4 separate regions of the Mus musculus genome follow, and all the other regions are linked to region 3. Evidence: chromatin contacts called from public promoter capture Hi-C data. All regions are on one chromosome and are shown on one strand. Each heading gives the region's core, a stretch centred on a gene start, on an enhancer-like site or on the middle of the called end of the contact. The rest is flanking DNA. Distances are from core to core; before and after follow the strand shown.

Evidence for each region. Promoter capture Hi-C pulls out the DNA fragments that hold promoters and counts their contacts. Capture Hi-C pulls out chosen DNA fragments and counts their contacts.
Region 1: a contact with region 3 is called in a promoter capture Hi-C map of liver, with 3 times the contacts expected there. The contact joins the promoter of H4c4 here to the promoter of Zkscan8 in region 3. A contact is called at or near these places in 6 of 39 promoter capture datasets (the 3T3-L1 cell line, 3T3-L1-derived adipocytes, cranial neural crest and 3 more), 1 of 484 Hi-C or Micro-C datasets (pre-B cells), 1 of 115 datasets of contacts at active chromatin or transcription factors (forebrain) and 1 of 9 other capture datasets (liver).
Region 2: a promoter capture Hi-C map of liver shows a contact between it and region 3, with 5 times the contacts expected there. The contact joins the promoter of H1f4 here to the promoter of Zkscan8 in region 3. A contact is called at or near these places in 4 of 39 promoter capture datasets (cranial neural crest, liver, neutrophils and 1 more), 2 of 115 datasets of contacts at active chromatin or transcription factors (astrocytes and large pre-B cells) and 2 of 9 other capture datasets (adipose tissue and liver).
Region 4: a contact with region 3 is called in a promoter capture Hi-C map of pre-B cells, with 2.9 times the contacts expected there. The contact joins the promoter of Vps41 here to the promoter of Zkscan8 in region 3. A contact is called at or near these places in 2 of 39 promoter capture datasets (liver and pre-B cells).

The regions. Positions count from the first base shown.
Region 1 is chr13:23,579,409-23,583,852 of GRCm38.p6, reverse strand. It overlaps H4c4 (H4 clustered histone 4), which reads right to left and starts at 2,285. Exons shown (of 1, transcript NM_175654.3): 1 at 1,884-2,285. The coding sequence starts at 2,251. The coding sequence ends at 1,940. It overlaps H2bc6 (H2B clustered histone 6), which reads left to right. Exons shown (of 2, transcript NM_001177653.1): 2 at 1-183.
Region 2 is chr13:23,620,538-23,625,137 of GRCm38.p6, reverse strand. H1f4 (H1.4 linker histone, cluster member) reads left to right here and starts at 2,580. Exons shown (of 1, transcript NM_015787.4): 1 at 2,580-3,361. The coding sequence starts at 2,641. The coding sequence ends at 3,300. H2bc6 (H2B clustered histone 6) reads left to right here and starts at 4,044. Exons shown (of 2, transcript NM_001177653.1): 1 at 4,044-4,222.
Region 3 is chr13:21,528,434-21,533,231 of GRCm38.p6, reverse strand. It overlaps Zkscan8 (zinc finger with KRAB and SCAN domains 8), which reads left to right and starts at 2,118. Exons shown (of 6, transcript NM_139141.4): 1 at 2,118-2,287. It overlaps Gm32724 (a long non-coding RNA gene), which reads right to left and starts at 2,163. Exons shown (of 5, transcript XR_001780870.1): 1 at 2,078-2,163.
Region 4 is chr13:18,715,306-18,720,180 of GRCm38.p6, reverse strand. It overlaps Vps41 (VPS41 HOPS complex subunit), which reads right to left and starts at 2,889. Exons shown (of 29, transcript NM_172120.4): 1 at 2,845-2,889. The coding sequence starts at 2,865.

The DNA of each region.
Region 1 (4,444 bases), core at 1,036-3,535, 2.1 Mb before region 3:
CTCACTAAACCAAGCTGGCCTCATAGACTTCAGCCTGACTGTCTGCTGTGCACTGGCATGTGTACCTCCAAGCCTGCTGCTGTACTGTTCATTATTAAAGCATTCCTGATTGAACCTGCTGTGCACTGAAATGTGTACTCCCATGCCTGCTGTTGTGTTCCTTATTAAAGCATTCCTGATTGAGTGTGCTCAGAGCCTTTCAGCCATCCCCACTGATCTTCAAACCAGAATTGCAGTACAGTAGTACTCACTACCTCTCCATAAAGCCCAACCTCATGCCAGGCAGTGGTGGCACACACCTTTAATCTCAGCACTTAGCAGGCAGAGGCAGACAGATTTCTGAGTTCCAGGACAGCCTGCCAGGACAGCCAGGGCTACAAAGAGAAACCCTGTCTGAAAAACAAAACAAAACAAAAAGCCCACCCTCATACAGTTCCTCTCTGGTTATTGTTTTGTTTTTCAATCTTTTCCCACTGGTTGAAATTCCCCATGACACCTCCAGTTTCTGTTGTGTGCAAATTTTCTCTACCTAAGCTTCCTATTGAGGCTTGGCCAGCCTACAGAGAAGATTCTACTTTAAAATAGATAGAAAAACAAAAGAAAAGTGGATGTGAGTATTGACTGTTGAGCTTGTTGAAGGACATATCGATTGGTAAGTTACTTCTCCTCCAGCTAAATAAGCTGATTCAAGCCAGATTGGATTATATTAAAGGCAGGTTTATTGGGAAGCTGCTCTCAGAAGAATTCACTGGCCCCAAGGCCAGGGAAGTCACCATGGGCAGAGGTTGGAGGAAAGAAAGAGAGAAGGGGTATACACCAGGAGAGAAGAGAAGGGGAAATGTGGGAGGAAAGAAAAAGCAGAAAGACCAAAATGTCTGAATTACATAAGGAAGAGCCTCTGGGGGAAGGGCAGCCCATCCCCTGGGCTAGAAATTTCAGGGTTGGGGGCAGGGTGTGCCAGATAGGGACTGTGGGAAGCTGGGAGAACCTGGAGACCAGGTCCGCTTTGATATGTAAAATATGTTAACTTGTCCCAGGGTCTGAAGCTAAATACTGAAGATATTTACCCAAGTTTTTATTGACTACAAGGTCTGGGTCTTTTTTTTTTTTTTTTTTAATTCTTGGAGGGAAGGGCTGGAGGGACAGCTAAAGCATGTGCTCCGTGTGCCTGGTGGCCTGAGTTTAGTCCCTAAAGTGTATATAAAGGTAAGAAATATATAAACACAAATAAAAAAAATTTTTTAAGTTCTTAGCAGACACTGATGTTTCTTCTCTGGTGACTCTTTGGGAACAACTGATAATGCTGACGAAAGTTAATGAAGTCCTGGACCATATGAAGTTTTCCTTGAGGAATAGATAGAAGATTTACACGTCAATCTCTGGTGCTTATTTTACAGATTAGGAAGTTAGAGAAAGCTGGGTGTGGTGGACCACGATTTTAATCCCAGTACGTGGGAGGCAGAGGTAGGAAGATATCTGTGAGCCTGGTGTATAGAGTAAGTTCCAGGCCAGGGCTATTACACAGAATACATGGAAAGAATGAAAGGAGGGAGGGGAAGAAATTGTAGAAAGCTCCAGGTTAGAAAACTTGAACATAATTCAGTGTTCCTAGGTTTCCAAGGCCTGGATTGATTAGAGGGTTTGGTTTTGAGACAGGATAGCATCTATACCTTAAGGGACTTGGAAAAAAGGATCTTGACTGACCCTCAGCCCTCTCCTGAGAATGTCAGCATTAAAGAATGAGACAACAGGCCTGCTTTTAGGCTATCAATACTGAAGATAGACAGGTGGACCTGCCTAAACAGATACTATGTATCGAGCCAGTCCCAGCACCCACCCCATTCCAGAAAACCACCTAAGAGCAGCTCCTTTAAGTGAGAAGGTAGTGGCCCTGAAAAGGGCCTTTGGTTTTTGGGTGAAGAAAAATAAATGAGTACGTTTAGCCGCCGAATCCGTAGAGGGTGCGACCCTGGCGCTTGAGCGCGTAGACAACGTCCATGGCGGTGACGGTCTTGCGCTTGGCGTGCTCCGTGTAGGTGACGGCGTCGCGGATCACGTTCTCCAGGAACACCTTCAGCACACCACGGGTCTCCTCGTAGATGAGGCCGGAGATGCGCTTCACTCCTCCGCGCCGGGCCAGGCGGCGGATGGCGGGCTTGGTGATGCCCTGGATGTTGTCGCGCAGAACTTTGCGGTGGCGCTTAGCACCACCCTTACCAAGACCCTTGCCGCCTTTCCCGCGTCCAGACATGTTAGCAAACTAGGAAGGAAGCTCACTAGCCAGTGACTGTAACAAGCGGCCTTCCTGGCTTTTATAATACCAATGCGGACCTGTTTGAAAACCTGAAGGGAAGGGGGCGTGAACCATGGTCAATTCCCGCCCTTCTGGCGTTTATCCTATGAAAAGGCTGAGGAGACAAGGCGGGTCCTAAGACAAGAGCAGAGCCAGCAGTTGAAAATTCAACACATTGCCCTCAAGAGTGACAATTTATGTATTGTGAAAAAAGAAATTTGTCTTTTATCAGACCAAATAGAAAGTAATGTTATTAGTCTCGTGAACCTATAAATCGGGACACCCCCCGTATTATTTCAGATATTTACATTACAATTCATAACAGTATCAAAATTACAGTTAAGCAGCAGTGAAATAACTTTATGGGTGAGGGTAACCACAACATGAGGTGCTGTAGTAAAGGGTCCCAGCATCAGGAAGGTTTAGGACCACTGAATCCAAGGTTTTAAGTACAATTTTAAGAACACTTACTATTTCCTGTTCTGAGACTTTTTATTGACTTAGGTACGTATGCCTAAGAATCTGAACTTTTTTTTTTTAGCATTCAGGCTGACCAGGGGGAAGTAAAACCTCAAAATGTTACAGGACTGTAGCGCTGAAAGATTAGAAGATGTAAAGGATATGCATCCCAAAGGTGTGGGCCTTCTGCTTGAATTACACATAGACATCAGGAGCTCTGGGAACAGGGATGGGGGAAAGGGGCTGCTCTTTATGTTTACTATGCTTTCACTGAATCTCAGGATTTCTTGCATGTATGTTTTTTAGTTAATAAACATTGCACAGAAAATCTATTATCCTTAGCACATCATAGTTATATGTACCTCAAAATATCATGCATGCACCCCCACCTCACACTGACAGTTCTTAGTCAAAGGATTTGGTGGTTTCATGTACTAATGAAGAGTCACACACTAATATCTAACCAAATACTTCCATAAAATGCTAATACAGTAAATACTCATGCTGTATTGTTTTCCACATCTGCATTACTCTTCTAGAAAGGAAAAGAACAGTTTCTTCTGCTCTGTGAATGAGTGGATGACCCAAAGCAATGTTTTAGAATCACTCTTCAAGAAGAGCGCCACAGAATTCAAAGACTCTGAGTTTCTGGAGATTCATAGAGAAACATTAAAACTGCATGTGAATATTTACTGGGTGAAGTGCTTGATGCATATAAAAACCCTGGGTTTGATCTTGGGGACTACAATGGGCTGGTGGCAATGCACTGTTGTAATTCCAGCACTGCATAGGATGGTTGAAGCAGGAAGGTCAGGTATAGATAATTCTCAGGAACATAGTGAGTTTGAGGATAGGCTGAGCTATATAAGCTTTTGTTGGTGGATGGGGATGGGGGAGGAGTGGACTCCATGCTTGTAGAAATGAAATTGTGTTCCTTAAAATGATCTATTAGAGATGTCCAAGAGTTTGGAAATGACTATTTTTGTCTTTCAATTATTCTTACAGGTTTTTTATAGAGAAATAAATAGCAAACATAATTTTAGTCCTCTTAGGGGTAGATGTGAAACCTTACAGAGATTAAATCAAGTCTGTGTCTTTAATAATGGGGATATGTTTTTAAGGTCATGGGCCAATAACCTCTGTGTAAAACTAGATATTCCTCTTAAATCAGCTTTGAAATCTTTCAAACTAGACCCGAGAGCACTGGAGGCACAGTCCTTACTGAACCCTCCTTCCACTCTGCTTTGCAAGGTATGAGGGTGCCATCCTAATTTAATTGTCACATCCATATGCCTTATGAGTATATGGATCTTTTAATGTCTACTCCTATCATTGAAACGTGTTGTTCTTTCTTCTGTATTGGTAAATCTCCCAAACATGAAAGATTATAGGAATTTTCATAATCCTTCATTTTCTCATGAGCAGAATTATCATACCTGACATGAATTATCTACCTAGGTCAATACAAGTAGATTTCCCAAAGATCCCACATTTTTCTGTCCAAGAACAAAAAGTTGAACAGAGATACACAGTTGCATTAAAAGTCAGAATAGTTTTTTAAGGAGTATACATTCAAGGAAGGAAGCCACCCAGAGCAAAAAGTTGACTATCCAAAGAAATGAGGTTTTGTCTCTCATAAATAGCTCCAGGATCATCTGAATAGCAGGGGCTTTCTCACTGTGCCATTACATA
Region 2 (4,600 bases), core at 1,331-3,830, 2.1 Mb before region 3:
AGGAGGACCCAGTGTGTTGTAGTCAGTACCATTCATAGGCAAGTAGGACTGAATTATATAATATATATATATAACAATGAGCCAAGGACCAACCCATTAAATAGCTTTCCTCAATTGGTTTATGGTCAAGCTCCTGCCTTGGTTTTCTTCTTGGCTTCCCTGGATGATAGACTATAACCTGTAAGCTGAAGTCAGCCCTTTCCTCCCCAAGCTGCTTTTGGCCATGGAGTTTATTATAACAAAGGAAAGCAAACTAGAACAGGCAAGCCTGTATTTCCACAGAAATACTCACATGACAAGGGGTACGTTTGCCTCATTTCATCCCAGTTAGAGTTAGAGAGCAGTGGCTCTCAGATATGTCTGGGTAACAGCATGTTATGAGAAACTCTAACACTCCTATTTTTAGACATATGGAGATTCACTAGTCAGAATCATCTGTAGAAGAGTTTGTAATTTGTAGTTAAAATACAAGAATGAAGATTCACATATACATGTGTAATTTTGCTATTGCTTACTTGCCTAGCAGATTAATGTAAAATAATAAAGTTTTTTTTATATTGTTCCTATCTCATTATTTAAAAAAAAAAAAAGTACCTGATTTAATGATAGGCAAGGTTCATTGCCTTCTCTGCCAAGCAAGCAGTTTAAGGGGAAAGCATAGAGGACTCGAATTGTCTCGAAATTCAGGGAGTTTAATCCCTGCCCCCATCTTGAACTCAATGAGAAACAAGAAACCAAAAAAAAGATATTGGAGAGCAAATACTAATGTGTTCTACCATTTGCAGGAAGTTTTTTTTTTTTTGTTATTAACAAAAAGGGGTTAAATCCCCACTTTTCAATATCAAACACCCATACAGTTTCTCTGCTCTGGCTCAGAGTTTTAATGAATACCAAAGTTTGCATTTGTTAATACATGAAGGTGAAAATATACATTATAGCATAGAAATACTGATAATATGAATCACTTTTATATAAAATTCATCATTAAAGATAATACCACAAGATCTTAAAAATGCCTCATGGACACTGTGTTGAACTGCTGAGTTCCTCTGTTTGCATTGCTTTTGTGTGTGGAGGTTTAGGATAGTAGAATTGATAATGTGATGTTAGAGACAATTGTATCACAAAACAAAAGCCATCACATTATACTATTGTATAACATAACATTGTATCTTACACTATTGTAAACATTGTATCTTATACTATTGTATAATATACTATTTTATAATATAACAATGTATCTTGTCTCTGTAGTGGGAGTCTTGTAATTTCTGAATATAATTCCAACCAAACATCCCAGAAATAATTACTGACACTGGATTATCATTGATCTCCTAGTCGTTACCTTGGTTGAACAGCTACATAAATAAAACAACCCATTTAACACCTTCAAGGCATGTCTTTGAATCTGTTTGAATGTCTTCTCAAATATGATTCTAAGATTAAATCTTAACCCCTCATTTACCCTGAGGAGATCCACGAAACATTATTCCCATGTTTCCATAAGGAGTAGCCATATATGGAGAACAGCTGTTCAGTAACGGGGCTAGGATTCTGTAACGAAGGCAGTAGAGATGTTCTGAGCTATATTTCTCATGTGTGTTTCTCTTGATCAATGGCTCAGTTATCTAGTTTTAATATACCACATTACAATTTAGTCCTAAAACATGTCAGAAGAACTATGCAAGACCCAAGAGAAATTCCTCAAAGTAAATCCCACCTTCATTTCCAAAGACGTTGAAAACAGCATTTATATGTTTCTTGGAAATTAGTCATTTTTATGTCTGCACCATAAGTATGTTTTGTACTCTCCCCCGACCCCAGTACTCTGAATTTGAGGTACCTCAACCCAAAGGAGTAGTTTGTCCAGAGAAATAGAAAAGCAACAGCCCCGCCCCCAACCCATGGGAACAGAAAGAAAAGAATTATACTAAGAAATTATTTTAAAACTTAGGAGAAGCGGCAGAAATAAAACCATAGATATATAGACTCATGGCCTATGAGAGAAGAATTTAACTCAAAATGGTAAATAATCTGTTAAGCATTGAACTAAACCAGTTTGATGAACTCAAATGCCCTCTGCTCAATAGGCAGGACTCTCGGAGGAGCCTGTGTTACTTCCTTCACTTAAGTGCAGATTTGTAATAAAAATCATAATGCCAAAGGCAAGGTTTTGGGCTACACAAGAAGCTAACCACTTGGAGAATCGTCTTTGATGGGTCAGAAAACTGTACAGTCCAAGATCAGTTTATAATTTACGAAGAAAATAGAAAGTTTTGTTTCTCTGAGTTGAAATTTGCTGAACACCGCAGGAAATATTGCAAGTTTTTGGCAGAAGGCTTAATGCTTTGCTCACTTTTTGAGATGTGCATGAAGCCCGAGACTTCGGGGAACATTATTTTTTAAAAATCGGGCAATTCGATGTAGGGAATTTTGACATTTTTGGCTTTTTTTGAGGTGTAACAAACACAACTCCGCATCTGAGAGGACACTCCGCGGCTGCCAGCGAGGCGGGCTGGACAGCGCACCAATCACGGCGCAGCTCCGCCCTATATAAACGGGCGGGCGCAGCGCCGCGGCCCGAGTCCTGGCCAGTCCCTCTGCTTCCGGCTCGAGTTCTCTCTCCTCACACGCTTCGCCATGTCCGAGACCGCGCCTGCTGCGCCCGCCGCACCGGCCCCCGCCGAGAAGACACCCGTCAAGAAGAAGGCCCGCAAGGCCGCAGGTGGCGCGAAGCGCAAAACCTCCGGACCCCCGGTGTCCGAACTCATCACCAAGGCTGTGGCCGCCTCCAAGGAGCGCAGCGGCGTGTCCCTGGCTGCGCTCAAGAAGGCGCTGGCGGCCGCGGGGTACGATGTGGAGAAGAACAACAGCCGCATCAAGCTCGGCCTGAAGAGCCTGGTGAGCAAGGGTACCCTGGTGCAGACCAAGGGCACCGGCGCCTCCGGCTCCTTCAAACTCAACAAGAAGGCGGCTTCCGGTGAGGCTAAGCCCAAAGCAAAAAGGGCAGGCGCGGCCAAGGCGAAGAAGCCTGCGGGCGCAGCCAAGAAGCCCAAGAAGGCTGCGGGGACAGCCACCGCCAAGAAGAGCACCAAGAAGACTCCAAAGAAAGCGAAGAAGCCAGCTGCAGCTGCAGGAGCCAAAAAAGCTAAGAGCCCGAAGAAGGCAAAGGCAACTAAGGCTAAGAAGGCGCCCAAGAGCCCTGCCAAGGCGAAAACGGTAAAGCCTAAAGCGGCCAAACCAAAAACCTCCAAGCCTAAGGCAGCTAAGCCAAAGAAAACCGCAGCCAAGAAAAAGTAAATTTTCTTTGGCCAACTGCTTAGAAGCCCAACAACCCAAAGGCTCTTTTCAGAGCCACCCACAACTCTCAGTAAAAGAGCTGTTGCACATTCACAGGGGGTGTGGTTAGGGTGGGAACAAACCTTAGTGGGCTGAGCTTAGCAGAGGAGGCTGGGGATATGTGGGTGTGCGCAATGGTGTTAACTCTAGCTTAGCTATCTGAAGGTCTGTACATAATCTCCTGTATGTGTGGTGGTGGTGGGTAAGTTCATATCCCACAAGTGACCCTTAGAGACCATGGGAATGAAGTAGTTTACTCCCGGCTGCCACGTCGATAACTTTTAAGGGAGATAGCAGAATGATTTAGAGATAGAATCTTAAGCATTGAGCGATTCAGTGCGTAAAGAGCAGGATCGATGTCCTGACAACCCCACCCGCATCTCATCTCAGTTCTGACTGCTGAAATCAAGCATACAAACCCAACTAGAGTACTTTTTTTTCTGTGTTCCCCCATGTTTGATAGCGATCGTGCTTAAATAGGTTAGCTATAGCAGATTTGTGCAGTTTAATTCGTACGTCCCGATTGGTGAAAGCGAAGTGACAAGACAGCCAATGAGACAGTAGACCTTCAAGTGTCGTTTACGTTCCTGTTCGTGACGAAACACTAAAACTAACCCAATCCTGAAAGAAATCTTATTAACCTCATTTGAATACTGCGTAATGTAAATGAATGTGGTGTTAACTGGTGACGGAGTAGGTATTTTACCAAATGTTTAGTGTGCCCAAGGGAGGGAGTTAAATTTTACACAATCCCTGAGCTGGCGAAGTCCGAGCCTGCCCCACAGAAGGATTCTTAGAAGCTGCCATCAACAAACAGAAGGACAAGGAGCGCAAACGCTACTGAAAGGAGAGCTTCTAGCAAGTGTACAACGTGCTGAAGCAGGTGAGCCCCAACATGAGCATCTTATCCAAGGCCATGGGCATCAATTACATTTTAAAGCACATTGCCTGCATCGTGCCGCATTACAAAAAGCGAGTAACCGTCATATCTCAGTTGATCCAGACTGCCATTCTCCTGCATTGCCCAGGAAGCTGGCAGAGCACCAAGCCTGTTACCAAGAAAACAAACCAAGTGCGCATTTGCACGAATGATTTCAAGGACTTTAAAGAGCCAGGCATTCTTTCAACAAATGAGTTGTTGTTGTTTCAAGTATCCTTAAACTTAAAACTATGCGGTTTTTTGGTTTTTGTTTGTTTGTTTGTTTGTTTGTTTGTTTTTTCTCAATCTGTTGGACATGTGATCAAGAAGTATAGGCCAAGT
Region 3 (4,798 bases), core at 869-3,368:
CTGAAATGACCACAACCATACTTGTGCTACTTTGTACTACATGCTTTTACAAAGTGGAATTCCCAGTATTGTCAATTATAAAATCAAAATATTGCTCTAACTACAGAATCTTACATTCTAACCACAGAATCTTACATCAAAACAGCAACTGGCCCTGATAGAATCTTTAATCTTCCCTCTGGAATTTCAGAGGGAAATTCCAAGCCTCTGTCTTCAGCACTGCTTCCAACATTCTTGTCTTCCAAGCTCCTACAGAACACTGAGGTTTCAACAATCAATGGTCCTTCTAGCCCAAATGTCCAGTCCTTCCACATTTCTCCCCCTAAACATAATCAGGTCTGTCACAGCAATACCCTATACCCAGTACCAATTTGTATAGGGTTGTATTGCTATGATGAAACACCATGACCAAAAAGCAAATTGGAGAGGAAAGGGTTTATTTGGCTTACACTTCTAGATCATAGTCCATCATTGGAGGAAGTCAGGACAGGGACTCAAGCAGACCTGGAGTCAGGAGTAGATGCAGAGGCTATGGAGAAGGCTGTTTACTGTCTTGCTTCCCCTGCTTTGTCCAGCCTTCGCTCTTATAGAACCAGGACTATCATCCATGGATGGCATCACCCAGAATAGACTGTGCCCTCCTCCATTGATCACCAATTGAAAAAATGACCTACAGCTGGATCTCATGGAGGCATCTTCTCAACTGAGGCTCTTTCCTCTCTGATGAATCTAATTTATGTCAAGTTGACACACAGAACCAGCCAGTACATGTAATAAATGCAGAAAAACCTTCATTCAACAAGAACATCTTGTTGGAAATTATAGAACACACACTGAAGTCCTATAAACATAGAGTATGGGAAAGATCTCAGTGGGCACAGAGGTGTTATTAAACATCAGAGAATCCATATAGGCTAAAACCCTATGGGTACATAAAGTGTGGAAAGCCTGTATAAGTTAGGCTCTAACTAGGTATCAGAGAATTTATAGAGTAAATTAGTTCTACTAAAAAGAGAACAGTACCAAAAATTACTTAGTGCTCAGGATTAATAGACAGAATCTACCTTAGAGACCACGAGTGCCCATAATGTGGGCAAAACTTCAATCATCATTTAAAAACTTGAATCAAAGAATATGAGTCAAATATTCTTTTATTTCTAATTTAGTTGTTTTGAAAGAGGAATCAACTTCAGAAGGCTTTAACCTATTTGTATTGACTTACATTTATAATACCAATTTTATAATCCCAAATTTATAATCACTTGATTTATGCTTTTAATCCCAACACTTGGGAAGGTGAGGCAGGAAGTTTGCCCTGCGGCCAGCTAGGGCTACAGAGAGACTTGATCTAAACTAGCAAAACAACAAAATGTAACCCTGTCTATTGTGTTCACTTGTGACCCAAGCTTGGCAATTCCTGGCTGAATATGACTTCTCCCTTCTGTTCTAGTTCTTTGCTTGTCCATTCGTTTATATGACACTAGGTAAGACATTCACATGTCCTCTGCCTCATTTCCTCGAGATGAGAATGAGATTCACCAACTCTATCTCAACAAGTTGAAACAGATAAAAGTTGTCTTTGACATTAAAAAGTAAACCAATGTTCATTGTTTTCCACCAATTTTCTATTTAAATTTTAAGTTAGGGGTCTGGTTATTTTGTAGACGTTTTGTTGTTTCCAACCATAAGTATCTGGAGGATGAGAACACTCATAGTCAAAGAGAAAGCAATGGTCAGTAGGAACTTTATAAATATACTACTGTTCCTAGGAACTACAAAGGTTTAAATTCTTCAATACGCAGTGAAAGTTGGGAATTTGGAGTAATCATGAAGCATTAATGGGAAAGCACAAGGTAACTAAGAAGAATAAAGAGAAATCCGTTAAGTATACTCCTGAGCCCAGCGCAGGCCTCTGGATCTGTGATCAGCCACCCAACTCTTAAACTTGTCACCTGAAGCCCGAGGCTGGCCAGACAAAAGCTTAGGTGACTTAAAGCTATGTCACTCCTCAGGATGTCCCGCATAGCCGCCCTCCACCTGGTGTAGCTGAGGGCGCTCGGTCCTTTTGCTGGCCTACCATAGAGCTGTCAGACCTCCGAGCTTCCTAGAGAGCTTCCGGAAGTGGCTGTGGGGCAAGATGCGTGCTGCCCGGCTCTGCGGCTCCAAGGGTTTGGAACTTAGCGGCTGCAGGGGTCCCGCTCGGGTTCGGTGTCCGTCGCGTCTCCTCGCGCGCTTCCCTGTCCGCGCTGTGCCGCCTCCCGCCCTCGGGCAGCGTGGGGAGCTCTCGGTGAGTGCGCTGGGCCGAGCAGGGGCGCTCGGGCAGCGGAGGCCCGAGAGCGGGGAGCGGGTCGGTTCAGGGCCTGCCGCCGCTGAGCAGGCCGACACCCGGCCCCAACTTCCTACGGGATGGCTCTCCTCATCGCCAGTCATCATGTATATAATTTTGCACTCGCTCTTACTTGTAAAGCCGGCCCGTGTACCAACTGTTTCTACTCAGCAGTTTTGCCGATCGGTCTCAAAATTCATTTTTAAAGATAATAATTTTTTTCTTTTGAAGCCTCTACCCCACGTGGAAATCTTTGATTTTTTTTTTTTTTGTTACTCTTTTTTTTTTTTTTCTACCCATAAAAGAAGTATATTATGAAAGTAGTTCATGTAATGGCTGAACAGTTGTATGCAAAAGAAATACTTTAAGTAATTCTGGGGTAACAAAATTAAACCTTATTCAGAATACTTTGCTTACCTAGTTTATTAAAGCTAACTGAAATAGAATCTTGAAAATTCGGTAGGTTCCCATTCCCAAAACTCGGGTCATTCATGAGTAATCTCTGTTGGATTTCTAAGACGTTGACCACCACTTGACCACATACTTCTATTTGTCCGATTCACTTAAGTATTGCTATGCAGCAATCATCATTTTAGTGAATGTGCACGTTTTGAGTTCCTTGTGGTTAAATATAAAAATGTCAGTCTTAAAAGCATTCATCAAAGCAACTTCCTTGAGAAGCCCATAGCCACGCTTGTGCGTCTGGCCCTCTCCTGAGTGCCTTTCTCCTAACCCTCATGCTCAAGCCTTATTAAAATAACTTTTAAAATCTCCAAAACAAACAAACAAAATGAATGAATGCCATTTCAGATAACTACAAAGCATGTTTGTTTCATCTACTTCTTCTTAATCTCTAAAACCTGGAGATTATCATTCCTGGTTTGTATTCGGTTCTCAGACATCTCTCAAGTTTAATTAATCAGAAAGGAAAGTACATCTCCTGCATCTCTTGAGAAGCCAGTATTTGAGTTGTGCCTTCCTTAGTTTTCAAGGCTTTAACATTTTCGATCCCGAATAAGCCTAAGATTGTTGCCTTTCCGTTCATAAGGCAATCATCCTGACCAGATGTTCTTCAAGGATGGTGTGTAGGGATCAGTGTTTCTCTGTAGGTACTTTCCAACACTGCAATGTGTATGCACAAAATTATTAGAGAGGAGAATGAAATGGCCATGTATGTTGGTGCATGCCCGTAATTAATTGCATGCTGTACTAGGGTTGGGAAATCACCAGTTTGAAAACAACCTTAGAGAATTTTGTTTTGTTTGGGGAGGATAGGTAAGGTCCACTCATGCCACAGTACCGTAGTGGAGGTCAGAGGACAATTGCAGGAGTCTGTCTTCTCCTTCCACCTTGTGGGTTCTGGGAAAGTAAACTCGGGTTGTCAGGCTCAGCAGTGGGCACCTTTATCTCCTGAACGGTCCCTCAGAGCCCCGTGTCTTTTTAACAGTACACCAGTCATATTGGATTGAGGACCTATCTTATTTCAGTTATAACTTCATGTTAATTTGATTATATCTATCTACAGTCTGCAAATAGGGTACATTTATAAGCATCTTTTTTGAAGACAGTAACATGAATGATGAGAAGCTTAACCAAAGTCAAGGAGAAGTCACCACTGCAGCCTTAGCAAGGGATATATATATAAACAAGAACAGAAACCATTAGTGTATGTATTCCCCACAAAGAAACAGGGACATCAAAGTGAGCTCTTTGGACCTGGAGCCTCTACTCTTAAAACAAATCTAGACACATTCTATGTTGTGTTGTAAATATAGCGCTCTAATGTTCTTTAATTCTATCAAGATAAAATTTTGATGAGTATGAAATTAAGAGAGCAAAACGTTTTTACAACCAATAATGTACCATTGTGAGAAAAGTAGTGTGTGTAGATATCGAGAATAAGGAAAATAAATAATTTGGCCAACAATGAAAGTAGTCCAAGAAGACTTAAATGAAAAGATAACATTCATGGACTGAAGAACCCTTGTTAAGATGTCATTCATAATGTGATATCAATACTGTTAAGATAGTATTTCTAAACTGAGATATAGATTCAACACAAGTTCAATTCTAGCATTATTGGGAATCAATAAGCTTATTCTAATATATGGATCAAAAAAGCAACAACCAGCAAAGCCAAAACAGCTTCAAAAACAGAAAAGTTGCAGGATTCGAACTACTTTGAAAGTTCGAGAGAAGGTAGATATATAGGTCACAGTAAGGGAATAAAGACTCCAGAAATAGTGTTTGTGGCCAGTCAGACCTCCCCCCCACCCCCGCTCTGATGAAAAGGCAAGTGATCCAGTATATAATCCTTTCTGTGAATGGAACTACAACAGATTTTCATGTGTATGTAAGGAGGGGGACCTCCACCCACACCTTCACTTCTGCAAAGGTTAATTAAAAATCAAGCATAGGCTTAAAACCTGAAACTACAAACTTTTAGAAGAAAACCTTTGTAATTTGGAGTTA
Region 4 (4,875 bases), core at 1,640-4,139, 2.8 Mb after region 3:
TTGAGTGTTCTCTTTCTATTAAATTCCCTTTTGGTTTGAAGACAAGCTCCTGGAGAGATACAGACATGAGTAAGCTACAGCCCTCATTCTGAGGACTCAGCAGTCCGCAGGAGACAAATACACCACCAACCAGACTTCAAGCAGAGCGTTATTCATGAGGGGTCGGGACAAACACTGTTGGGCATCTGTGACTATGAAAGCCACCTATAAATCGTTCCAGAACGAAGCAAAACTGCTGGTTACAAGAATCCCTGGCAGCATTGAGGTTATTAGCTTTCTGTGAACTATAAAACACAAATGTTACTTTTACAAAGTACTTTTTCTATATCAGCAAAATCAAGGTTTTCATTATGACTTAAAGACATCTGTTTATCTCTACTCCAACAGTGATTTTTAGCTTTAAACTGTGGAAACTTTTTATAGCATGTTAACTCAGTGCAGATGTCACCATTTGGGCTATTCATAACATTAAAGTGGAGACTACCATCAAAGAACACAACAGTCAGGAAAGATAAGCCAATGGGCTTAATTTTGAGCTATTCATCTTGGGAGAAATTTTGCACTTACAGGACAGGGTACCAAGAAAATGTTTTGCCTCACTCTGTAATTTGTCATGATAGTTCATTTAAATACACATGCCAACTCCTAACATACCCAGTAAGAAGAAAAAAGGATGTCACGGTTTTCAAATAATATTCAAGGTGCCAAAATATTAGCAGCACCAATCCAGACTTAAAAAAAAAAAAAGAAAAAGAAAAACCTACTCATGTTTAAACTAATGATATGAATATTATTTATTTATATTTTGACATAGCAATTTTTATGAATTCATAAAACAATTTATGAATGTCTGCTTCTTTCTGCAACAGGCAGTAGACTACTGGTCTTTCTCAAGGCTGCCCTGATAGCAATGGAGAAGAATGCATTTCCTAAAAGTACATCAGCTGTGAAAACACTACAGCAGGAATAAGGGCTAAATGGAAAACCATGAAGATGATAAGGGCTATTCCACATCATAAAGTTTTTATATATATATATACACATACATACATATATACACACACACACACACATATATACACACACATATTCATATATAAAATTTAGACAGGTTCTTCAGCATATTTTAAGACACAAGGTAGTGTGAAGAAAATGTGAGCTTTGGAGACATGACACTAAAACATTATAGATGTAAGCATGAGACAGTTCAAACTGACTGCATTTCAATTCATTTCTCTGTAAAATTCAATCATTTAATATATTAAGTATTAAGCAATATCCCAATATCAGCCATCAGTAATGAATAAATATTTATCATGTGGCAAGCAGAAGTGAGAATATACAAGGAGAAATAAAAAGCTTAAGATCATAAGTATTATGTAGACGAACATCAGAAGGTGGTTTCAAAGAATGAGCCACAATCGGAAAGCACACCATCCCAGAGGCCTGAGGACAGTAAGGGAGAAGGCCTTGTAGACGTCAGAGATCATGAAAAGGGGCAGTGTGAGCAAAGGTCCTGCGTGGGTACAGGCCTGGACTGGTTACAGAATAGCAAGAAAGGCAGCATGAGACAGAGTGGCTTACAGAGTCACAGAACCGAGGAAGGGGTGGATACTCAAGGCCCTTTAGGGTGATTACAATATGGGCACTGTTTTACCACAGTTTGGGACAAGAGGATTTAGGACATGGAGGCTGTATATGACTTCCATATCAGAATAAATATTTACCTCACAGAATTCTTTTAGAAGGACCAAATGCCATGTGTGAGGATCTTTTTAAGCTCGAAAGCACTGCACAACTGTGAATCAGGTTATCTGCCTGATTTTCTACATTTTAACATCAGACAGCCTTGGCAAATTCCTCTTCTGCATGAGTGGGAATACAAGGGCTACTCCATATTTCTATCACACTGGGTCTAATCTAAAAACTTAACTTGGATGTTTGTTTTACTACAAAACCACAACTGTATTTCAACGTGAAATGAAAATGCTCAATGTGAAAAGCCACCTTGCAGTAGTCAAACTAAGCAAGGTCTGCTGGGAAGGAAAACTCTTTTGCCTCGGACCTGCACTGCAAAAGACAGTTTGCACAAATGATAGTAAAGAGGCTCTTGTTAACGTAATGACAAAACCCAAATTTTTCCTTGTCAAATTCCGTAACTTTTGGCACACTCAAAATAAAGCACAGATGTGAACAGTAAAAAGTCCACTAGTAAATGTCTCTTAGGACAGTAAACAGAGCATCACCATGCATGTCTTAAGGAACATCACAGAAACTGGCAAGCAGGGCATTTAATATATGAGGGGGAAATATGGTAGATGATACATACATATATATGCTTCTATGTGTGTGTGTGTATACATATATGTATATGCATATACACACATACACATATATACATATACTTAAGGAATCTCTTCCGAGTTTTAGCCTGAGTCTTCTATTTTGTTAGTTTCATTTAATTTTGTCCTTCGCCCTATATCAGAACGTCTGTATGAAAAAAAGGCAATAATTTGTACTCAGCACCTCAATGCCACTTCTCAGCTATAGCTGGACGTTTCCATCTACGTCTTGCCAGCAACGGGAATAATCCTTAAAGCCTTGCATAGCAGTCTACTCTTAACTTGCCTTTTTCAAAAAATCCCATTTAACATAAACCAGAAGGGCTGAGCCCAGGCAAGGCCGGCTCGGACAGAGCGGGTGTGCAAGGCGCTATCCGCGCGGAGAAGGGCCACCCCAACTCGCCCGGTCAGAGCTGCCACGTTCCTGGCACTCCGCGTCCCAGAACCCCTCGCTCGGGTCTCCAGCTCCCGGCTGCCCCGAACTAGTTCTGCCAGCGTTTACCTGCTCCTCTGCTTCCGCCATAGCGCAGCCTGAGAGTCATGTGACATACCCGGAAATAGGAGAAAACAGCCCCTGGGCCACAGCCTACTGGGAAATGTAGTTTTTCCCGCACACTAATCTGGTTCCTTAGCCAGCTCTCATTTTTGCTCAACAGAGACACCACTATATCTATAATTAATGCTAAATTGTTATTTTGTTGTTGGTCTACGTTCTGTTGTTATTGTAGCATTAAGTTCTTTCTATTTCAGGCTCCCGTTTACAGTAAAATTATGAATTATCTCATTTTCTATTTCAGGCTCCCGTTTACAGTAAAATTATGAATTATCTCATTTAGTCCTCCCTGTGATCCCTCCTGTTACCGCCATTAACAGGGGAAAGGATAGTAACTCGGAGATTTCACTAAACTTACCTAAAAAGCCTAGGTTTAGAACCTATCCCTCTCCGAAGTCTAAGACTACTATATCAAATGTTCTTTAGTCTGATATGTTGTTGTGCCTGCCCACTCACTTTTTAAAGTGATAGTGACTATTTATATAAAAAAAAAAAAGTCTACAGTGGAAAGTGAGAAAATAATGTGTATTCCTGCAAAGATTTAGTATCTTGGTACATTAAATTGACATCTTTCATTTTAATTTAAAATTGAATTGTATAGATATTTTGTCTGCATGTATGTCTGTGCACACTTAGGAACCTCGTGTCCTCAGATGTCAGAAAAGCATATCAGATTCCCTGGAATTACAGATACATATATTTGAGAGCTGCCATATAGCTGTTGTGAATCAAATCTGGTCCCCCGTTAGAGAAAAAATAGCAACTGACATATGAATATAGAAAATTATAAATCTCTATTGTTTAATTGCTTCGTAACTCACATTGACTATCTTCAAGATACAATGTCAGATAATAATTTGTAAATGTAATATGAAAAACATCATTTAGAAAACTTGAGCTATCCTATGTTTCAGGACAAAGTAAACTATCTTTCCTATTCTGTGGGAATTCACTCATCTTATCCACTGATAGCCATTGTCTGTTTATTGTCTTAAGCAGCTGGCAACTCACAGAGGGCAGCACAGTTGGCAGACTGTGGCAGATGCCTCAGTGCCCTTTCGTTCCCTGTAATTCCCACTGACAGTAGCCTAGTAGGAAGTCATATTCTTAGTACTCAGCATTTCCCTTAGTCTCTAGATGTTGCTTTCTCAACTCATGGTCTTCAATGACCTGGAAGCCATGACGATGTCATCTTTCAGACTCTTGTCTTCTCCCAAGAGCCTTAATAAACCTCCAGCTCTTCCTGAGGCCCCTCTTCCAGTCTGCGCACCAAGCAGCTAATTTGGACACCCACAACCAAGGGTCCAAGGTCATGTCTGATCGAACAGAATTTTATATATGTTATTAAGCCACTCAGGCCCAAACAGCACTCATGGTGGACTTCAAGCTACTGAAAGACCTTGTTGTGAGAATTTTTTTTTAACTGGCAGGTGCCTAGACAATCTATCTCCTTCTTTCTAAGGTACCAATAACAAACCAAACTTCAGACCCATCAAGCTCCCCTGGGGAACCAATGAGCTTATTGAGCTTACAGAGCATGGGTGAAGGGCTACTGCCTGGAGCACAAGTGGCCCCAAAGCAACCACAATGGAAAGTTTTTACCCTCCCTGGCTGAAGACTTAACCATAACAATACATGGGTTTTCTTTTCCTTGTTTTCCCCTAGCCTAAGTCCTCTAACCTCTCACAGAAACTATGAAGGCACACACAATCAGTACAAAGCTGCATGAGGCTGGCTGTGATGAGAGATTGGGATGAGAGGCTGGTAAGGGTCCAGTGGCTCTCCCTACCTCCTCCTATGAAAGAATGATTGTTTACAAGCAGATGAAGATGGATATTGTTTGATTCAGAAGCTAGTGCTGTGCAACAAGCTCCTGCATAGCAGACACAGAGCAAGCCCTAAGTTTAATTTCCACGGGAAATAGAAGACATCTAAATCTTCTGTTCCTCTGATTGTCTTCACAAACCATCATTTTTCCTT